Linked DNA regions of Mus musculus: regions 2, 3 and 4 are each linked to region 1. A link is a contact called in public ChIA-PET, HiChIP or PLAC-seq and promoter capture Hi-C data. All regions are on one chromosome and are shown on one strand. The core of a region is the stretch at or near the end of the contact, and the rest is flanking DNA. Distances in the headings are between cores, read along the strand shown. Region 1 holds the start of Hmgcr (3-hydroxy-3-methylglutaryl-Coenzyme A reductase). Region 2 has its middle 8.7 kb from the start of Gm41028. Region 3 has its middle 26 kb from the start of Gm41027. Region 4 holds the start of Fam169a (family with sequence similarity 169, member A).

The links. Promoter capture Hi-C pulls out the DNA fragments that hold promoters and counts their contacts. ChIA-PET counts read pairs in DNA pulled down with a chosen protein or histone mark. HiChIP or PLAC-seq counts read pairs in DNA pulled down with a chosen protein or histone mark.
Region 2: an H3K4me3 HiChIP or PLAC-seq map of forebrain shows a contact between it and region 1, with 5 times the contacts expected there. The contact joins the enhancer-like site here to the promoter of Hmgcr in region 1. A contact is called at or near these places in 3 of 39 promoter capture datasets (embryonic stem cells, hippocampal neurons and neural stem cells), 10 of 484 Hi-C or Micro-C datasets (cerebral cortex, cortical neurons, embryonic stem cells and 3 more), 14 of 115 datasets of contacts at active chromatin or transcription factors (astrocytes, bone marrow-derived dendritic cells, embryonic forebrain and 6 more) and 2 of 9 other capture datasets (embryonic stem cells and pancreatic islet).
Region 3: an RNA polymerase II ChIA-PET map of effector CD8 T cells shows a contact between it and region 1, with 17 read pairs. The contact joins the enhancer-like site here to the promoter of Hmgcr in region 1. A contact is called at or near these places in 1 of 484 Hi-C or Micro-C datasets (liver) and 6 of 115 datasets of contacts at active chromatin or transcription factors (bone marrow-derived dendritic cells, effector CD8 T cells, embryonic stem cells and 3 more).
Region 4: a promoter capture Hi-C map of embryonic stem cells shows a contact between it and region 1, with 4 times the contacts expected there. The contact joins the promoter of Fam169a here to the promoter of Hmgcr in region 1. A contact is called at or near these places in 5 of 39 promoter capture datasets (the 3T3-L1 cell line, cranial neural crest, embryonic stem cells and 2 more), 5 of 484 Hi-C or Micro-C datasets (the N1E-115 cell line, cerebral cortex, embryonic stem cells and 1 more), 20 of 115 datasets of contacts at active chromatin or transcription factors (acute myeloid leukemia, astrocytes, bone marrow-derived dendritic cells and 12 more) and 2 of 9 other capture datasets (embryonic stem cells and pancreatic islet).

The regions. Positions count from the first base shown.
Region 1 is chr13:96,668,508-96,673,058 of GRCm38.p6, forward strand. Hmgcr (3-hydroxy-3-methylglutaryl-Coenzyme A reductase) reads right to left here and starts at 2,429. Exons shown (of 20, transcript NM_008255.2): 1 at 2,304-2,429.
Region 2 is chr13:97,005,457-97,009,746 of GRCm38.p6, forward strand. No RefSeq gene overlaps it. Among named protein-coding and RNA genes, the nearest start is that of Gm41028, 8.7 kb to the right of the region's middle. Within about 2 kb of position 2,130, at least 158 of the 459 cell types and tissues checked have an H3K27ac peak or open chromatin away from gene starts, as enhancers often do. A contact at or near this core is called in cerebral cortex, cortical neurons, forebrain and 8 more, where this site is marked.
Region 3 is chr13:96,955,213-96,960,176 of GRCm38.p6, forward strand. No RefSeq gene overlaps it. Among named protein-coding and RNA genes, the nearest start is that of Gm41027, 26 kb to the right of the region's middle. Within about 2 kb of position 1,434, at least 34 of the 459 cell types and tissues checked have an H3K27ac peak or open chromatin away from gene starts, as enhancers often do. A contact at or near this core is called in effector CD8 T cells, where this site is marked.
Region 4 is chr13:97,069,826-97,074,185 of GRCm38.p6, forward strand. It overlaps Fam169a (family with sequence similarity 169, member A), which reads left to right and starts at 1,818. Exons shown (of 13, transcript NM_001100458.1): 1 at 1,818-1,886.

The DNA.
Region 1 (4,551 bases), core at 1,179-3,678:
TATGGCATAAGATGTGGAAGGCATCAGTATTTATCTTTTTTTCAGTACTGCATAATGAGTTTTACCACTTTCCTCTCCGGCATCTTGCACTAATGTACACAAATACCCAAGAAAGGACAACCACACAGTACTTTTATGGAGGGCCTGGGTTTAAAGAACAAACACTTTAAACCTGTCTAGGATTCTCATGAGAAACCACATGTCCACTGGCCTCTCTCACAGAATCTCTTAAAATCAGAAACTAAAGCAAACTGTTGGAAAAGACTGGCTTCAAGGTTTCAGAAGGTAAATTAGTTTCAAATGTAAATCTAAAGCACTTCCAGTCCTCCACCCTTCACCACAAAGCTTCAATAGTCTTCCTTAACGAGTCAATTTTATTCATCACTATTAAAAGTGATTCCGCTGAGAAAAATGTAAATTGCTATCATGAGGAGCCCCAATGTGATGACCAACTAGTAACCCCATACCCACACTACCCCAGGCACACCAGACCTCCCACCCTGCTCGGTTCCCGGGGCCTGGCAATCTTGCCACTCTTCCCTGCACGTACATTGTCTTTTTTTATTATTATTAAATAATCTGAGGGGAAAAAATTACACAAAATCCTGTTCCACAATCCAACCAAGCACAGAGAACCACACCTACCTGGAACTACAAACTGAGCAGTGTTACAAAGGTATGTCAAAAGTAACCGTAATTATAAACTTGTCTCTCAGGAGCACCTCCCATTTCTCTGTGACTAGGCAAAGTGACACCGGTGTAGCAGTTTATGAAAGCTCGGAAGGTCCCTTTTCTGCTGCGCTGCAATAAAAGAACTTGCCTACTTATCCAAATACAGTATACAGCAAACATTTCACAGACTCCTCAAATGGCTGAAAATTTAAACTCACCAGACTTAAATTCTAATTCTATCTAGGAATAGAACCACCAACCACTGCCAAGAGACAGGCTTCTCTGAGATTCTTCCAGTCCATTCATTCTTCCGGTAGTACACAACCCACTCTTTGATTAGAAAATATCTACACTGATATGTGCAGGTTGTCCCTTTGAGGGTAAGACCCCCTAATCCTACACTGTAGCCACGTCTAATCCCAACAGGATGAACACTCAGCATTCTTAACCTACCCATCCATCAAAGGGGGCCATCATCACCTTGCACAGAAAACAAGTTCTGTACCCAACTTTACCATACATTACCAGTTTCTAAGTCCATCTCCTCTTCATGGTCAAGTTCTCTGACCAAAGTATTAAGTGGAACCATAAAGAACTACTATTTTAAGAACTTAAAAAAAAAAAAAAAAGCACAATTTCAAGATAGATTTAAGGATTCAGAAACTGATCCCAGAATATAGCTCACAGTCTACAAATTAGACAAAAATATAGCAGTGTGAGCAAGCACACCCTTTATCTTGCCTGGTCAAGTTCTAGAAAGGCACTACGACCAAGTAAGCCCACAAAACGCAGCCCAATGTAGATCCAAGACTTTTGCCCTACGATAAATAAAATACAAATAAATCACAAGTAACCAAACAAAATGTATTCCCTACTTCGTGTGATGCTTTAATTGTACACAACGACTTTGTAAGTAAAGAGCCAGTAACAGACGTTTCCTGTGCCTTTACAGGCCTTAGCCCGAAAAGATACAACCTCAAGAGAGGAAAGATTTCCATCTGTCCGCTTTCGATGAAAGACTATTAACTTCGCCCAACCTCAGAAGTCTACTGTTTTACTTGCGAACCTCTAAGGCCATTTTCTTCATTCAAACCAAATAATTCCAATAGGTGCATAAGGTAAATTGACATCAGTATCAATGAGACTACGCCCCTTAGGAGAAAGACTATAACATAAAGGTCGAGAGACCGACTTCGGAGGGCTAGCTGTGCCTGTACAGACCTCGCATCCTCCTCCGGGCCCACTAGGAAGAGCACAACCTGCCGTACCCACGCGGATCGGGTCAATTTGCAGCCTACATCTCCATCACTTTAAAGACGGGTCCTGCCGCAAGGCAGCGCCTGGGCGTGAACCCTTGTTCTCTAGGGCTCCCGCTGTCCCCTCTGCCAGGCACTCGTACACGGATGACCGTGACCGCCGGGTCAGCACAGCGCCCTCCGGACTGAACCCACGGACGCCCCGTCGCTGCACTGGCCCTCAGGCCCACCCGGCCCACGGGTTCCCTGGCCGCCGCCCTGCCGCCGGGCCTCAAGGACGTGTCCTCGCGGTCCCCTCGGTTCGCAGCCGCCTCGTGAGCCCAGGCGGAGCGCGAGACCCGCTGTCCCGCCGGTCCCCAGCGTCCGCCAGCTCACCTCCGGATCTCAATGGAGGCCAAGCCGGCCCAGCTGCCGTCTCCAGCCAACGGAGCCCCGGGCGGAAGGAACTGCGCTTACGCACGCTCCAGGCCGCCAGCGGGCCGCCAATAAGGAAGGATCGTCCGATCCCCTAGCCAATCGTCGGGCGGCTGCTCAGCCTGACGGCCTACGTCACGAACGGTCTCCCTAACAACCGCCCACTGCTCGCACCCGGGCGGAGAACGGGCACCGCACCATCTCTCACCACGGCAGAGCCAACCAATGACGGGTCGGGTCCCAGCATCGCGGCCTTCCTATTGGTCTCCGAGCCGAGGGGCGCCTGCAAGGACGCCGCCCGCGCGGGGAACAGGGGATGCCGCGGGTGGAGTACCCCGAACTCAGAGTTTGACCTGCAGGGTCTTGCCCCCGTGGGAAGACCACGGGAGGCCACCGTGTTAGAGTTGGAGCGTGAACGCGGGTTAAGGTTGAAAAGAAAAAGCCCAGTTAGTAGAGAGATCTGTGGGGAAGTAGTAGAGCTCTGAAAAAAAAAAAAAGAGGAATTTAAAAAAGAAAACGAAATGTGGCAGGGACTTGCAGCCCAAACCCCCTGTGACATACCCATCAGTGCTAATGGCTCCGGCTATCTAGGTCACCTGTCGCACACTGGATTCTTGCTGAAGAGTCCCTCTCCAGTGTCGTCTCTGAATTCCCTCTGCTCTCCTGCTGGCTGAAGGCCTTTATCAAGCCCTTAACTCAAACTTGCAATAACCTCTCCTAACTGGTCTTCCCACTCTCGGGTGCTTACACCTTCTGCTTCTGGCGTTTCTGCTGCAGTAATCTTCCTCTTATGCCATACACCTGCCCCTAAATCAGCCTCCAGTATGGCCCAACCCCATTTCACCTACACAACTCTATCCCTGTGTTAGCCTAGAGTAACTTACCCTTCGATTGTACTGAATCGCTTTTGACACCCCTGCTCATGGTCTTAGTTTAGCCCGGATATACCTACCCACTTTAAATTTTGAAATCCTAATTATACCTCAAGGATCATTCATATGCCACCTCCTTTCCTGATTCTCTCAAACATATGTCATATCTCTCTTCTGAACGCCCATAGCACTTCCGTAATAGTCTATGACTTGTCTTACTGTTTTATGTGGAAATGTCGTAAAGAGAGCAATTGGTACATAACTCCTTTTGTTTTTGTGCGCTCTCTGTTTCTGTGTGTGTGTGTGTGTGTGTGTGTGTGTGTGTGTGTGTGCTGCTGTGCACTACATGTACAGAACAGTGCCCAAGGAATAGCAAGAAGAGGGTGGGGGATCCTCTGGAACTGGAGTTACGTAAGATGGTTGTTAGCTGCCATGTAAGTGGAAACTGAATCTGAATTCTCTGAAGAACTGAAGTGCTCTTAACCGATGAGCCATCTCTTAAAACACTATATGTTCAGTAGTACTTTTCATAAACTAAAAAAGTACCTGGTTAGAGTCTCATCGTTGTTATAAAATAGGGATTGCTCCCATTTCACACAAAGAACATGCTCTAAACAACTTGAATCAATTGGAAAACTAAGATTTCATTCCACATCTAAAGCTGGGCTTCTAGAGTTACCTTCCACTGGCTTAATATAGAGCCTTTGTTCATATCTTTACGAAACACTCCAAAAAGTTTCTTATGTCCAGGGTGTGGTGGTTAGAGCTGGAAGTATAATAATAGACACAGTACACGTGGCACCCACCAAAGTGAAAGCAATTGAAGTGAACAGACTTCTTAAACGGGGCGGTGGAGGAGGGGGGGTGCGGGGGGGGGAGGAAATGGAAAAAGGGCAAGAAAGAAAAGTAAAGAAAGATGTAGGGGAGACAAGGTATAGATAAGTCCAAGAGCCTGGAAACCCTGTCATATTCTTCATGCCTCTAAAAGTCTGACAGGCTAAATGTCTCACATTACAGATTGTAAAAATTGTTACTAATACAGCCTTAAAGGCAAATGTGGTGGTACACGCATGTAATTCTAGCACTGGAAATTTAAGGAAAGAGAGGTCATGAGATTGAGGCCATCCCAGGCTACAAGGGAAAACCATAAATATGCTTAAATTTTTCCTGAAAGGACTACAAAGCTATTGCAGAAAAGATAAAATGAGGTTTGAAAACTTTTGTTCCCAATTTCTTTTTGAGAACTCCAGTAGACATATGAGTTAAAAGCCAAGCAAGAAGTAGCTGTGGGTAGAGTTCAGTAACAGGCTTACCCAACATTTTTGAATTCCTGGGTT
Region 2 (4,290 bases), core at 880-3,379, 340 kb after region 1:
GGATTGAATTGTGCCTTGTAAAATCTCAGAGTTATAAAAAGATAAAAAGTATCCATTGATACTTTTGATTTCAAAAGCAAGCACCGAATATAAGTAACAAAACAGCTAAGCAACGTCAAACTTAGCTCTGTGAAGGGTAGAGACAGCTCTCTTGTGTTTATATAAAGACACACAGGAAGGATATATTTTTTTTAAAACTAATACAATTGTGACATAGGACAGGGAACTTTATGGTCAGGCAAGGGAAGAAGTCACCTCAGGGCACATATATCTCTATACCTGCCTTGATTTTTAATGTGTCTCATCTACTTAAACCACACTTTACGACTCAATAAAAGTTAACCCACTTTCCCCAAGAGCTCCAGTGAACAGCAAAGAATTCAGAGGCAAACCCCTGAGAAGCAATTGACGTTGTCCCAGAAAAAACTAGAGTGTCTAACAAAGGCTCAATATGGTTCACTCACATCAAAACCAAGGGGTTGAAATCAAAGGATTTGTGATGTGAGTGCGTGTGAGGTGTGTGTGGTGTGTGTGTGATATGTGTGTGTGGGGTATGTGTGTGTGTGTGGGAGTATGTATGTGTGTGTGTGATATGTGTGGTGTGTGTGAGAGAGAGAGATGTGTGGGGTATGTGTGTGTGTGAGAGAGAGAGGTGTGTGTGATGTATGTGGGATATTGTGTGTATATGTGTGATGTGTGTGATGTTTGTGATATGTGGGGGTGTGTGATGTATGGAGGAGTGTGTGTGATATATGAGGGGAGTGTGTGTGACATGTGTGCGTGGGGTGTGATCTGTGTGTGTGTGTGTGTGTGTGTGTGTGTGTGTGTGTGGTGTGAGCTATAAGTAAAAGAACAATGAATGGTGTCAGCACACTGGAATCCTAAATTAGAGGATAGCCTGACACTCTGTAGGGAAGCTGCTGGGTGGGTGTGATTGGAGGGCGATTGTTTATGTTCACCATCCCATCTGCATTTGTTTGAAAGGGGGAAATTACAAAAAAAAAAAAAAATACTGCAGGAGCAAGCAGGGTAAATATGCAGAGTCTACACAGCACGCAGGCCGGAAGTCTTCCTCATGAAGACATCCATCTGACATCCTTTCTTCAGATAGGCTTGAACATCTCTTTATAAATGCAAAGCAAACTCTATGAAATGCAAACATTAAAATCTGAGCAATTTGAAATTATTCAGATTTATCACTTTATAAAAATTCCAATTTTGTCGTGGCCAGCCTGGTCTACAAAGTGAGTTCCAGGACAGCCAAGGCTATACAGAGAAACCCTGTCTCGGGGGGAAAAAAAAACAATTTTGGGCTAGAGAGATGGCTCAGCTATTAAAGACTAGGCTCACAACTAAAACTACACTCCAATTTACCAGAAAGCCATAGACATTAAAGTGACAGAGGGCTCCCAAAGCAAGCTGGTTAGCAAGGCTAGTAGCCATAATCAATTAGCTCTGAGTTTGGTTAAAGACCCTGTAGGGCATGTGGGACCTTGTGACCAGACAGGCATAAGAATGGTAAGGTTGAATGAACTCAGACCCTTTGAGAACAGGAGTGGAGCCATCCCCTGCCTACCTCTGTCTGTACTGGAACCATGATACCCCACTGAGGACCATGGCGCTGCTGGATCGTGTAACATAAACATCTGGAGTTCTCCATGCCAATGAGGATAGATAGCCCCCCCCCCCCCCAAGTATTCAGCCAGTGAGCTTACCCCTTCCTGGGTATTCCTTCCCACAGAAGGTATTTTATCCCTGAATAAAGGGTATGCCTTCACATCCACGGTCAAATAAACCAGTATTAACAAGCAAGGATCATCTTCTCTTTAGGATCGCCATGGGAAATCGGGCGTGGCGGCGCACGCCTTTAATCCCAGCACTTGAGAGGCAGAGGCAGGCGGACTTCTGAGTTCCAGTCTGGTCTACAGACTGAGTTCCAGGACTGCCAGGACTACACAGAGAAACCCTGACTCCGGGGGAAAAAAGGGATCGCCATGGGAAGGCTTTCATCTTAAAGAGCCGAACCTAAAACTCCCGAGGAAGGCTTTTCTCTTTCAGCCCCTTCGGTACTTTCCACCCTCCACACTCACTCCGATCAGGTTCCGCCCAGTTCCTGGCTCTGCCTTTCCCCTCCCTGTCTGACACGCAGTCCTCCTGGGAGGGAAAGTTAAATGAACCCCTTGTTCCCCACTCCCTACGGTTCCCAGAGAGGAGATGGGAACCTCTGTGTACTTTCCACTTCGGACTTACCGCCGCCTTCTGATAGTGATCGGAGCACATCCCACCCCCACCCCCACAGAGAAACAGGATTCGACAGGACCCCGTCCCATTGAATAAGGGGGAAGGACGATGGGAGAAAATTCTGAAAACAGTTCTGGCTTCCATAATGCGCTCATATCCACTTACATGCACACCTCCACATGTTCCCCATACATGTAAACATGCATATACGTGGAGAAAGAAAAATGCTTTCTAAAGATTAGAAGGTACATGAGATATAGTAAATTATGTCATTCTTATGCACATGTGTTGGAAACTGATTCTAATGCTTTATCTTACTTCAGCTCCCAAAAGCCGCACATCCAGACCTGAGCATCGCTGCCCCCAGCTGGCTTCGATTGATAATAAAGAATTGCCATACAGCCAATGGCTGGACAAGGAGATGGGGCAGGACTTTTAGATTGCACGGGCAAGGGACATAGAGAGGGGGAGAAGACAATCGCCATGACTCAGAGGGAAAGGGATCAGATTTAAGAGCTGCAGAAAAACAATCATCCGGCAATGCAGGTGGAAAGGAGGCGGGGGGGGGGGTGGGGGGGGGGGAGGACTTCTTCCCAGAAGGCAACAAGGCAGCAAAGATAAAACATAGATTTAGAAGGTGTTAAGCCAGGAATAATCCTGACGAGTTGCTTTTAGCTAGCTCCATCTAGAGGTGAGAAAAAAAATAATTGCCCGTGTATTGGAGAGACTAGGAATTAGATCCCTGACAGGCAAATAGAGGCGAGTGCCACAAATAGAAAAACAAAAACAAAAACCAGAACATTTCCAGCCTTTCCACCGCCCTCCGCACCAGAAGCAACGGCCTGGCAGCTTGAGACAAGCATCTGGCAGGCTTTTTCTCTCCCCAGTAAGGTTTCACCTCGCACTCCCGTGGCCATTCCAGGCTGATCAGATAAACTGAAAGCCTGTCTGGGCGTGCTTCACTAAAGCTGCGGGCCTTCCTCCGTCTAAACAGAGCAATTCTTAATTAGGGGAAAAGAACCATCCTTAACCAAGAAAAAAATCACTTAAACGCAGAGTTATCCCGGGAAAGGGAGCCGTGTCATCTCCCTGCACTCCCGCGGACTACTTGGGTCCCTTGCTGTGTGTCTCTCCTTCTTTGTCTCCAACTGGAACAAACTGTTTACTGAGGTGCCTGTTTAACACATCACAGCAACATCCTTCAGTCCCTACGTGTTACAGGATCCTTCTGGCTGACAAACCCTACCCCCTACCGTAAACTTCTCCAGCTCAGAAGCTGGGCTGCCCTTCCTTCCCCTCGGTGGGCTTCCCTATATAATGCAGCCATTTTGATTACCAGGGCTTTTGTCTACCCTTTACTCTCCTGGCTCTCTCTCCCCTCTCCCCTCTCCCCTCTCCCCTCTCCCCTCTCCCCTCTCTCCTCTCCCCTCTCTCCTCTCTCCTCTCTCCTCTCTCCTCTCCTCTCCTCTCCCCTCTTCCCTCACAAGTTCCTGCTCAGAAACTTGTCAGCTTTGAACCCTCCCAGAAGTCCTTGCCTCTGTCTATGCTATCTACAATAAACTTTCTTCACCATATTTAAAATCAGTGGCGTTCTTCCAACTTTTTTTTAAAGATTATTTATTTTATGTATGTGAGTACACTGTAGCTGTCTTCAAAGAACACCAGAAGAGGGCATTGGATCCCATGAGCCACCATGTGGTTGCTAGGAATTGAACTCAGGACTTCTGGAAGAGCAGTGAGTGCTCTTAACCACTAACCCATCTCTCTAGCCCCGTGTTCTTCCTTTTATTTATTTTTTATTTACTTTGTAATTTTTCCTACATGTGGTGACAAAGCCCAGGATTGGCATATATCAGTTCCCTTCCACAGAGTTCAGCCTCTCCGAACCAAGCTGCTGATCTGACTCCCTGACGACGTGTATACAGATCATCTGTTTCTTCTCGCGTCTGTCATCCATCAAATTGTACCCCAATTTCTAAAGTCTGTCTTCTCAGCTACTTCTCCCCTCCACGTGTTCTAACAATTCCTCTCCTTGTCTATGTCATGATT
Region 3 (4,964 bases), core at 184-2,683, 290 kb after region 1:
TAATTTTCTGAGACCTAGGGCCCTTGGCCTTCAGCTTTTCCAGCCTGTCTGTGTATGTACTTCTTTCTGTAGGCCTGTGTGTGTCTGGATCCATGCAGCTCAAGTCTTCTTTCTGGCTTGTGTTTGGGTACTTTCCTGCATCTGCCTGCCTCTCACTCTGTGTGATGGCTTCGACGCAGCATGGATAACATCTCATCTGCCTGGGCTCCTTGAATTCTCTCCAGCTTCCCAGGCTCCCACGACCCTCCTCCTCTCCTGGAGTTGGCACTTGGACCTTGGACCATTTCACATGACCCATGCCCACTTGCTGTGATATTTGGGTCCTTTCCTGGTTTCACCCAATGACTCCCTACACAAGTACAAACTTTTACATCAAAACACTAATACACAGACATTTTTGGTAACAAGCCGGCCCATGTACGTAACTCCTGTGTGCTAGGTAGTATAACTCTCTGAAGTACAGTAATGGGTTTTTATGAATGTTACAAATAAAAACATTTACATTTTATTTTTATGCATAGTAATGAAAACTGTTCTATAAATCCAGATATGTCTTTATGGTCTAGGTTGTGGCATTGCCTCACAAAACATTGTCATGACACCATGACACTGTCTTTTATAAGTTGCCTTGGTCATGGTGTTTCATCAGAGCAATAGAAAAGTAGATGGGACATTTGGTCTGATCATCCTTGCTATGCCCTAATTATTCTGTTGCTGAATAGGAATGATTATTCTGTGCCATTGTGTGCATGCGACTTGTTTTTTACTTTACAGGAGCTTACAGTTAAGAGATTGCCTTGACCTAAGATGAGGCATAGATTTTGGTCTTTTAAACTGTGAAGTTGTAAAACACTATGGACACCTTTAAGGTTTAATTATGTCTTACATTATAAGACAAATGTAAGGCTGGGGTCAGGAGGAAGGCAATGATTTAAAGTGATGTGCCAGGAGCCAGCTGTCTCATGGATAAAAGCAACTGCTGATGGGTCTGATGCCTAGAAATGGATCCCCAGTGCCCACGTGTTGGGAAGATAGAACCAACTCCTGAAAGCTGTGCTCTGACCCTACACACACATACATACATGTGCACACAAAATAAATACGAATTGTAAAAGCATTTGTAGAGTCACAGAATAACCCTTAACTTGCTCGTCTGCGTGACTCATGGGTCTCGTGAGACCTCTTTCTAGTAAATTAAAGTTTAGTAACAAAGGGAAATGAATAGGCTCTCTTTGACATTTTGGCCAACAAGGGTCTTTTTCCAGAATGCCTTTTCTTAGAACTTATGTTACGTCTTTTGGAACAGTAACAAAACCCAGTAGAAAGTATAACATGTTGAGCAACAGATTCAATTGAGAAAACATAGTAAGGTGTATAATTTGTCATGAGCAGAAGGCAGAAAGCAGGTGGGAACCTTGACTAAAACCACATCAAGGGTGTAGCCGCCCGCAGCCACACAAACTGGTTTCCTGCGTAGGAGCCCGGAGCTGTATGGGAGGAAATGGCAAGAGAAAAAAATGAGACCAAGACAGATTCTGATCAAGGCCCAATGTTTACTAAGAGTCTGAGCTTATAAAGGGGGAAAGCCCATCCCCGCCATGCCAGGCTTCTTGATGCTTTGTTGCCAAGTTGTTAGCACTGGGTCACCAATGGACATGTTGCCAGCTATCTCAGGAATATCTCAGGAAGACAGGTTCAGCCTCTCAGAGGTAGCAGCGTCTTGGAGAAGAGCACAGGTGGCAGAACATTAGACCTCACTAGGTCAGAAGACTCCACCCTAGGTGGTCTCATTCACAGTGGCAAAACAGGTCTGAGCCAGCCTGCTCAAGGCTGGGGGAGGCTACACAAGAGATGGGGGTCACAATGTGAGCACCAAGCTAGTCCTTGAACCCGTGACTTGGTCAGCAGTGACCAGACAAGCCTACCTCTCCCTCGTATATCCAGTCTTACTCAGTGGGAATTGTAATATAATCTGCACTACTCTAGATGTTCTGCATACCCATAGAGTCTATATTTGTCCATTAGCCATCTACCATCACAGGGCCAACATAATGGCCAAAACAGTTTCCAATTTCCCTAGAAACCAGATTCCCTAGTGCTATGTAGCACGCTTAGTATGCCCTGTGTTCAGTCCCCTATACAAAAGAAAACAGAAGAAAAAAGCAGTCTCCAGACGTAGTGGGGAATCAATGTCCTTGCTCATTGGAAACCTGCTCTCCTAGGGGGCACTGGGATGCTAATCCCTCCCTGGTCTCTCTGTGCTCACTCTCTGTCCACTAGATGAGCAGCTTTGACCTAACACAAGCTCCCCACCGTGATTTCTCGCCTCACCACAGGCCCAGAAACAGCAAGTCTATTGGATAATGGATTGGGAACCTCTTAAACGGAAGCCCTCCTCTCTTTATGAGTTGGTTATTTTATTTTATTTTATTTTATGTTATAGTAATTATATAACACATACTATAGGCTATATTAATATATATGTATCATGACATTTTATTATAGTAATGAAAAGCTAGCTAGCACACATATCATAAACCATCCTGTCTAACCTAATATTCTCCCTACACTAAGCTACCTACGGCCAGGCACTAGGCAACCAACCCCAAGGTCATTTCCCAAGGTCATTTCCCCTGTCGGCCTTAACAGTTTTTCTGTGGGGGTTGGGGGAGAGACAGAATTTTGCTAAGTAGTCCAGTGACCTTGAACTCACTATATAGTCCAGCAATTGTAAAACTCAGAGTCTTGTGCCTCCATCTCCTGAGGGTTAGGATGATAAGTGTGTGGTGCCACACTGGGATCTTGCCTTGCCTTTCTTACAAAGAAAAAAAAAATCCCAATATAAATCTCTGGACTGGTGTTTCTGCTCCTCCTGTGTGGCCCAGAGTGACACAGTATCCCTCTACTCTCAGGATCTTACATAATATGTATTCTTCAGTGGAGTGGCACTAGTTTCTCCACATCTCTTTCAGTGACCTTCATGTGTTAGCTCCTGAGGGTACAATTGAGAGAAACTTGTGCTTGGGGGCATTTGTGGTCACTGTTCCATCTGCCAGAAATGCAATCCACCCCCACATGTTTCTGTACACACACACACACACACACATGCTGCATTTAAATCTCAGCTCCAATGGCATCCACCCCTGGAGCCTTCGCTGACCATGCTAACCCGGCAGCTGCTCAGCTTCCAACAGCCTCAGCCTCTGCCCCCTTTGTTTCTCTCCATAGTGCTTATTACAGCTTAACTCTATTTGTCTGTTGTGTGTGATCCTGCATTCCTTATTATATAACCTAAATGTCATTAAAATAAGGTATATGTTCACAGTTGTTGTTCTGCTAATTGCAAGATTCCAACCACTGAGAACGATGCCTGACAGATAGGGGGCTTTAAAGATCTAGCCTTTCAATGCACAAACTTCACTTGTTCAGAGTACCTGACTCATTAATAAGCTCTCGGACTATCTGCTTCTCCCTCAGATTTATGCCTCTTATTGGAACCGGACATATATGCAAGAGGCCAGTTCTCTGGATCAATATGATGAGAGTTTCTAAAAGGGAGTAAGTGCTTCCGAAACATACATATCCTGGGTGATCCGGGATAAAATCCCAGGCAAGGAGGCTCATGGAATCAATACTGAGACTCCCAAGAATTAAGGAAAAGCAAGCAATTACCATCCGTGTGTTATCCAGCCATAAGCCCTGGCTCTGAACGCTTGCCTGCTTTGAACATGGACTCCTCTGATGCTTTGGGGATGAGGGAAGCACTTCAGTTCATCACCTAGAAGTAGCATGGATCCTCTTGTGAGGGGAAAGTTCAGCCTGGGAGTGTCTGGCAAGCGTTGGCACAGACACTCTGAGATGGACAGACAGACAGACAGTACCTTATCCGTTGCTGCTCCACCCGACAGCCCAGCTCCACACGGCAATGCTCCTCCAGGGGGCCCTTTTCCTCCTACAGGCAGCAAAGGTTTTGCAAAGGAATGCTGGGTACCACCACGTGCTTATCTGCGTCTTCCTAAAGAGCTGGGTACCACCTTATATAATAACATCTACAGCAGTGGTTCTCAACCTTCCTAACGTGGTGACCCTTTAATATGGTTCCTCCTGCTGTGGTGACTCCCAACCATAAAGTTATCTCATTGCTACTTCATAAGTGTGATTTGCTATTGTTATAAACCTTAATGTAAATATCTGATTTGCAGGATCTCTGCTATGTGACCACTGTGAGAGTGTTGGTCATTTGATCCCCAAAAGGGTCGTGACCCACAGGTTGGGAACCACTGATCGATAGTAAACACAAAGAAGATATGGTAATGATGACTGGGAATTCAGAAGCTTATGACCGAAGGGAGAGAGGGAGAGAGGAATTCATACTTTCTGAAAAGGCACAAGAACTTAAGTTCATCACTAGTATGAGACATCCCTGCATATATTTCCGCACAGGGTGATTCCAGAGGCTCACCCACGATATGGGCTGTAAGATAATTTTCTTTCTCTAACCCAAGTGTTGCCATTTAGAACTAAGATCAGATGGACTATTGTCTCTGAGTCTGAAAGTATACTATGTGTGTGTATTTTTATATATTATAAATTGTTATACATATATAGTAGATGGTTGATTGATGGCTCAGGAGTTAAGAATACTTTCTTCTCTACCAGAAAATCAGGTTCAGCTCTCAGCACCCGTATGGTGGCTTCTAACAGCCTGTAACTCTAGTTCTGGGGATTTGACACCTTCTTCTAGCCTCTGTGGCCACGCGCGCACACACACACACACACACACACACACACACACACAGTGCACATGCAGATACTCAGGCGCACATAAAAGTCTCAAAATAAATATTTCTAAAAATATTGTAAAATGAAGAAAGCTGGAGAAAGGGGGTTAAAAGAGGACTTGGGCTCCAGACTGTGCAGGGTATAGAGCTCTGACAGCCAACACTTAGCCCTGGGTACACAGT
Region 4 (4,360 bases), core at 568-3,067, 400 kb after region 1:
AAATTGGGAATCCCGTTAGTATGCACTGGAGAGATGATTGTGATAAGTTAATCTCCACAAAGAATAGCAGAGCATAGGGCAGCTCTTGGCAGACAGAAACACCGGTTGTCATTTTACCCGTTAGGAATTCTTCCCCAGGGAACCTGAAGGGTTCGATTTTGGGCCACGTTTATCAGCAACCATCAAAGCCCAGTGCATGGAGGGTTTCCTAACTTAAGATAGCTTAGGTCATCCAGACGTGTGAAAGTTAGCACTTCCGGTCTGGGCAGATAGAATGCCAGCCACGTGAAGGAAGGCAGGTTTAACTGTGTGCAGGTGGTCACTTTTTGGGCCTAGAGGAGTAGTTCTTTTGATTTCTATCTCAGTGAGCAGGCTTTGGGGAGCTAGGTGTTCCAGGCACAGGTTCCCACTGATTGATAAAATAATTTAAAGCCCAGCCACACTCTGGCTAGGTTTATAATAATAAGTCTTTACTGCAGCACCTGGGGGGGGGGATGCCAGAGCCGGAAAAACAAAAGTAATTTTACAAAGTGGCCACTGGGATTATCCTGGGGGCTCCTACTTGCAAACAGATCTAGAAATGATAATCCAGGAATTATATAACTTTACTCATTCATGATTAGCTATGGTTGGAATCCAACTATTCAAAATTCTTGCTTGGATATTAATTCATTGTTAAATTCCACTAAAAATAGTAAATGTATATAACTCAAGATTTCTAGTAATAATTTATTGTAAATAAACACAACAGATGTAAGGTTGATTGTGTGCAACTGGAGGTAAAAAAGAAAAAGCCTTTATATTTAAAAAAAAAAAGGGGGGGCTTAAATAGATCTATATGAAAAAGCATTCTTTGAAGTTACCAATTAGTGAATCTTTAAAAGGTCAGTGTTGTGATTAGTAATACTTCCCAGGAATAGGAGTAATTTTAAGCTTTTCTGAATAACTGAACCATAATGCCATTGCTATTAGATGAATTTCTCAGAATTTAAGGGCAAAAAAAAAAGTCTTAAAATCCAAAATTATTGCTGTGCATCTATATTTCTACTACCGCATATATTATTTAAAGAAAAAAGAATTATCATCCTTTAAATGCCAGTGAACTTATTTTTCTCGAGTACTTAGCAAAAGGCCCTGGATCCCGTAAGGGATGAAGTGAGGGAAGGGGGAGGAGAGGATGGCGCAGGCTCTCCGGGGTCAGATTAGCTTGTCACGTAGGAAAGGTCAGCGCAGGGCCGCGATGGTTCCTTATCTCAAGGCATAATCTGGGCTGTGGGGCTTGTGCAAATTCTTTTCTCCGGCGCGCTCCTGGGGGGCAGTGGGGTCTGGTGGTGTCCGGGGTCGGGTGGGGTGGGGTGGGGTGGGAAGCCGGCGTCCCCAGGTTTGCAGAGCATCATCTCCTTCCCCACCGGGAGGTCCGGAGGCCGCACCCACCCGGGCGATTTTTCCAGAGGCCCGAGGCGGGGATGCCGCGCAGGTCGACCTTAAAGGAGCCGGCTCGCTCAGCGCGAGGCCCCCGCGGCTTACTCGCTTCTATTCCCGGCTAAGCCAAGGTCACTCTTTAATACGGCCCGACCGAGCGGGCGTGCTGCGGGCGGCGACGGGCGAGCGAGCGGGCAGCGCGCACCTGCGGGCGAGCGGGCGGCCGCGGCCCCGAGGCGGGGCGGCTCCCGGCGAGGAGGCGCCGCGGCGCACGAGGCCGGCCGGCCGGCGGGGCGGGGGGATTCGCGGTGGGCGCGCCGCGGCGCTAGTGCGTCACGCCGGCGGAGGGACGGTGGGCTGCGGACGAGCCGCGCGTGCCGGGGTCGGCGGCGGCAACGGCGGCGGCGGGGAGCGGCCGCTCGGTCATTCGCGCTCCGCCTTCGGGCCCCCGCGGCGCGGCTGAGGTGAGTGCGCGGCGCGTGGCGTGCGAGGCCGAGCCGCGGGGCGGCCGCGGGCTTCCTCGGGTGGCGGCGACCCCAGGTGCGCCGGCCTCCATTTTGTGTGAGGGAATGTCGCGCTCGCCCTCCCGGGGTCGCGGCGGGGACGGCGGCTGCCGAGCCGCCCCCTCCCGTGTCCCCACCTGGGATCCTCCGGGTAGCGGGACCCGCGCGGCGTGGGGGTGGGGCTCGGGCTCGGCCGCGCAGCACCTCCCTCTCGGCTTGCTCGCCCGACCCGGACTAGGTATTGTATGGAGTCCTCGCTTCTCTTAGAATTCGGGTCACTGCTGTTCCGTCCCAGGGTTCTCAGCCGCCCATCACGCAGAGCTTGGAGAGAGAGAGAGGCCTGTGCCACCGGAGATGGGAGGATGGAGCGAGTCCGGGGTGGCTAGTGGCTCCGGGATCTGGGTCGTATTTTACTACGATTATTGTGCATGGGCAAGAATGACGGAATAGATGAATCCCTTCTGGGAATTTACGCGGCTATCTTATCAAAAGTAGACTCTAACGTAACCACCTGATGCCGGTCTCCCTTTCCCCTTCAGTCGGTCCTTTTAAAAACCCAAATTAAACCGCGGTTACGAGGATTTTGTAGGGAATTGGGAGGGAATTGGGAGACACGCAGCTAAAAGATCACCCAAAGGAAGAGTTTAAATGTAATTCTCTCAGAACTGTGAATGGCTCATTCCAAGATTCTTGAGTATATAGTAATTCTTGTTTAAATTTGTTTTGTAAATGGGCTCCATGCCTTGGGTATTTTATCATTGCATCACAGCAGGGATTAACATCTGGATCGCTGGTTGTTGCATAATACACACATGTGAGCCCTGGAGGAAAATCTTCTAATGGCTCTGGATTTGTTGTGCTTTAAATTTTATTTATTTATTTTCATAAAAGCACATTGTAGGACGTATGTATAGGTACATCTGTTCAAACCATGTCTTGTTCTATGAAGTAATTACAAGGATTATTAATAGTTAGTATGAAATAGATTTGGCTCAAGTATTTATTTACTTACTTTTAATCGTTGCTTCTTTAGAATAGAGGACGTGGTGAAAGGAACCTGAGGGGAGTTCACTAGTAATAAAACTTCAGTACAAATGATGGCAGTCATGCATAGAAATCGAGGGGCTGTCATAGTGGATTCATCTTTAAAATTTATGAGGAGGATCGGGTTGGTGAACCCAGATACAACCCCTATGTGAGTCACCTGCCACTCCAGTGATCATCAATTAAACCTGGACCTGTGTATTTTCTTGGTTCCAAGAGATTTGTTTCTAGTTATTTTGATGCTGTAGGTCTTTTCCATCCTTCAGTAGACTGAGTCCAGTGAATGACTTGACGCTGATTTGGAAGGGGAAAAACAACTTAATGGCTGAATATTTTTGAAAGTAAAAGTTCCCCCATTACCCATGTGAATAAATGAAACTTTAAAAAAATTAGCTAATTGTCTATAAACAAATGGTATTATTTTACGTGCCATCCCTGCAGAAATCCATGCTTCCTATTAATGATGCTTGTTCCACAGTCAGTATTACAGAGGGGAAAGGCCCCTCAGATACTTAATTAAGTCTTAGTCTCTGTTTAGGGGATTCAAGCAATGAAAGACTGTCAGCCAGGGGGCCAGGACCAGTTTAGACCTATTAAAGGGAGATGAAATATCTCCTTTCACTCGAAATCAAACAGATTCATACTTTTACATTGAGCTTGTTAGTCTGTCGGGTGGCGTAGTTCTTAAACTTGGGGCAGTTTGTGTTTAATTGAGGAGTCTGGAAGTGATGGAGTGTGCTTTTTTTTTTTTTTTTTTTTTTTTTTTTTTTTTTCATGAAGGTTGCTTAAGATTTTCAGTGCTATGTTGTCAGTGACAGAGAAATCAAAATGGGATGTTTCTCCTTAAGCTTTCAAGCCTGTGTGTGTACTGTCAAGTCAGCTGCCTAAAGAAATCAGAGTAGTTGTCTTTAAAGGGGCTTACAGTGTAAGGGAGCCAAGTATTCAGTCAGGTTGAAAAGTGTCTGTCAAGGACAGTGTGGTAAAAAGATTGTCGGGAAGGTAAGTGGTTCAGTGGATGTCCTGTCCTGTTCCCTCACAGTTCTCTCTCTCTCTCTCTCTCTCTCTCTCTCTCTCTCTCTCTCTCTGTGTGTGTGTGTGTGTGTGTGTGAGAGAGAGAGAGAGAGAGAGAGAGAGAGACAGATTATTTGGGTCAAGACAATGATCAGGTCACACACACCAATAGGCTCTACTACCCTGTTTCTTTAGCACTGAAGTTTATAAATTTTGTGTGCCTGCTGTAAAAAGGTATTTTGTCTTTCAAAGGCAGCATCACTGGGGTGTATGTAATTAATGAAGAGAGAGGTCAGGGAAAAGTCAAGAACCTGCTAAAACATCAGAAAATAACCTGAGTTTTAGCATTAGCATGTGCCTAACCTGTTCTTTGGGCTAGA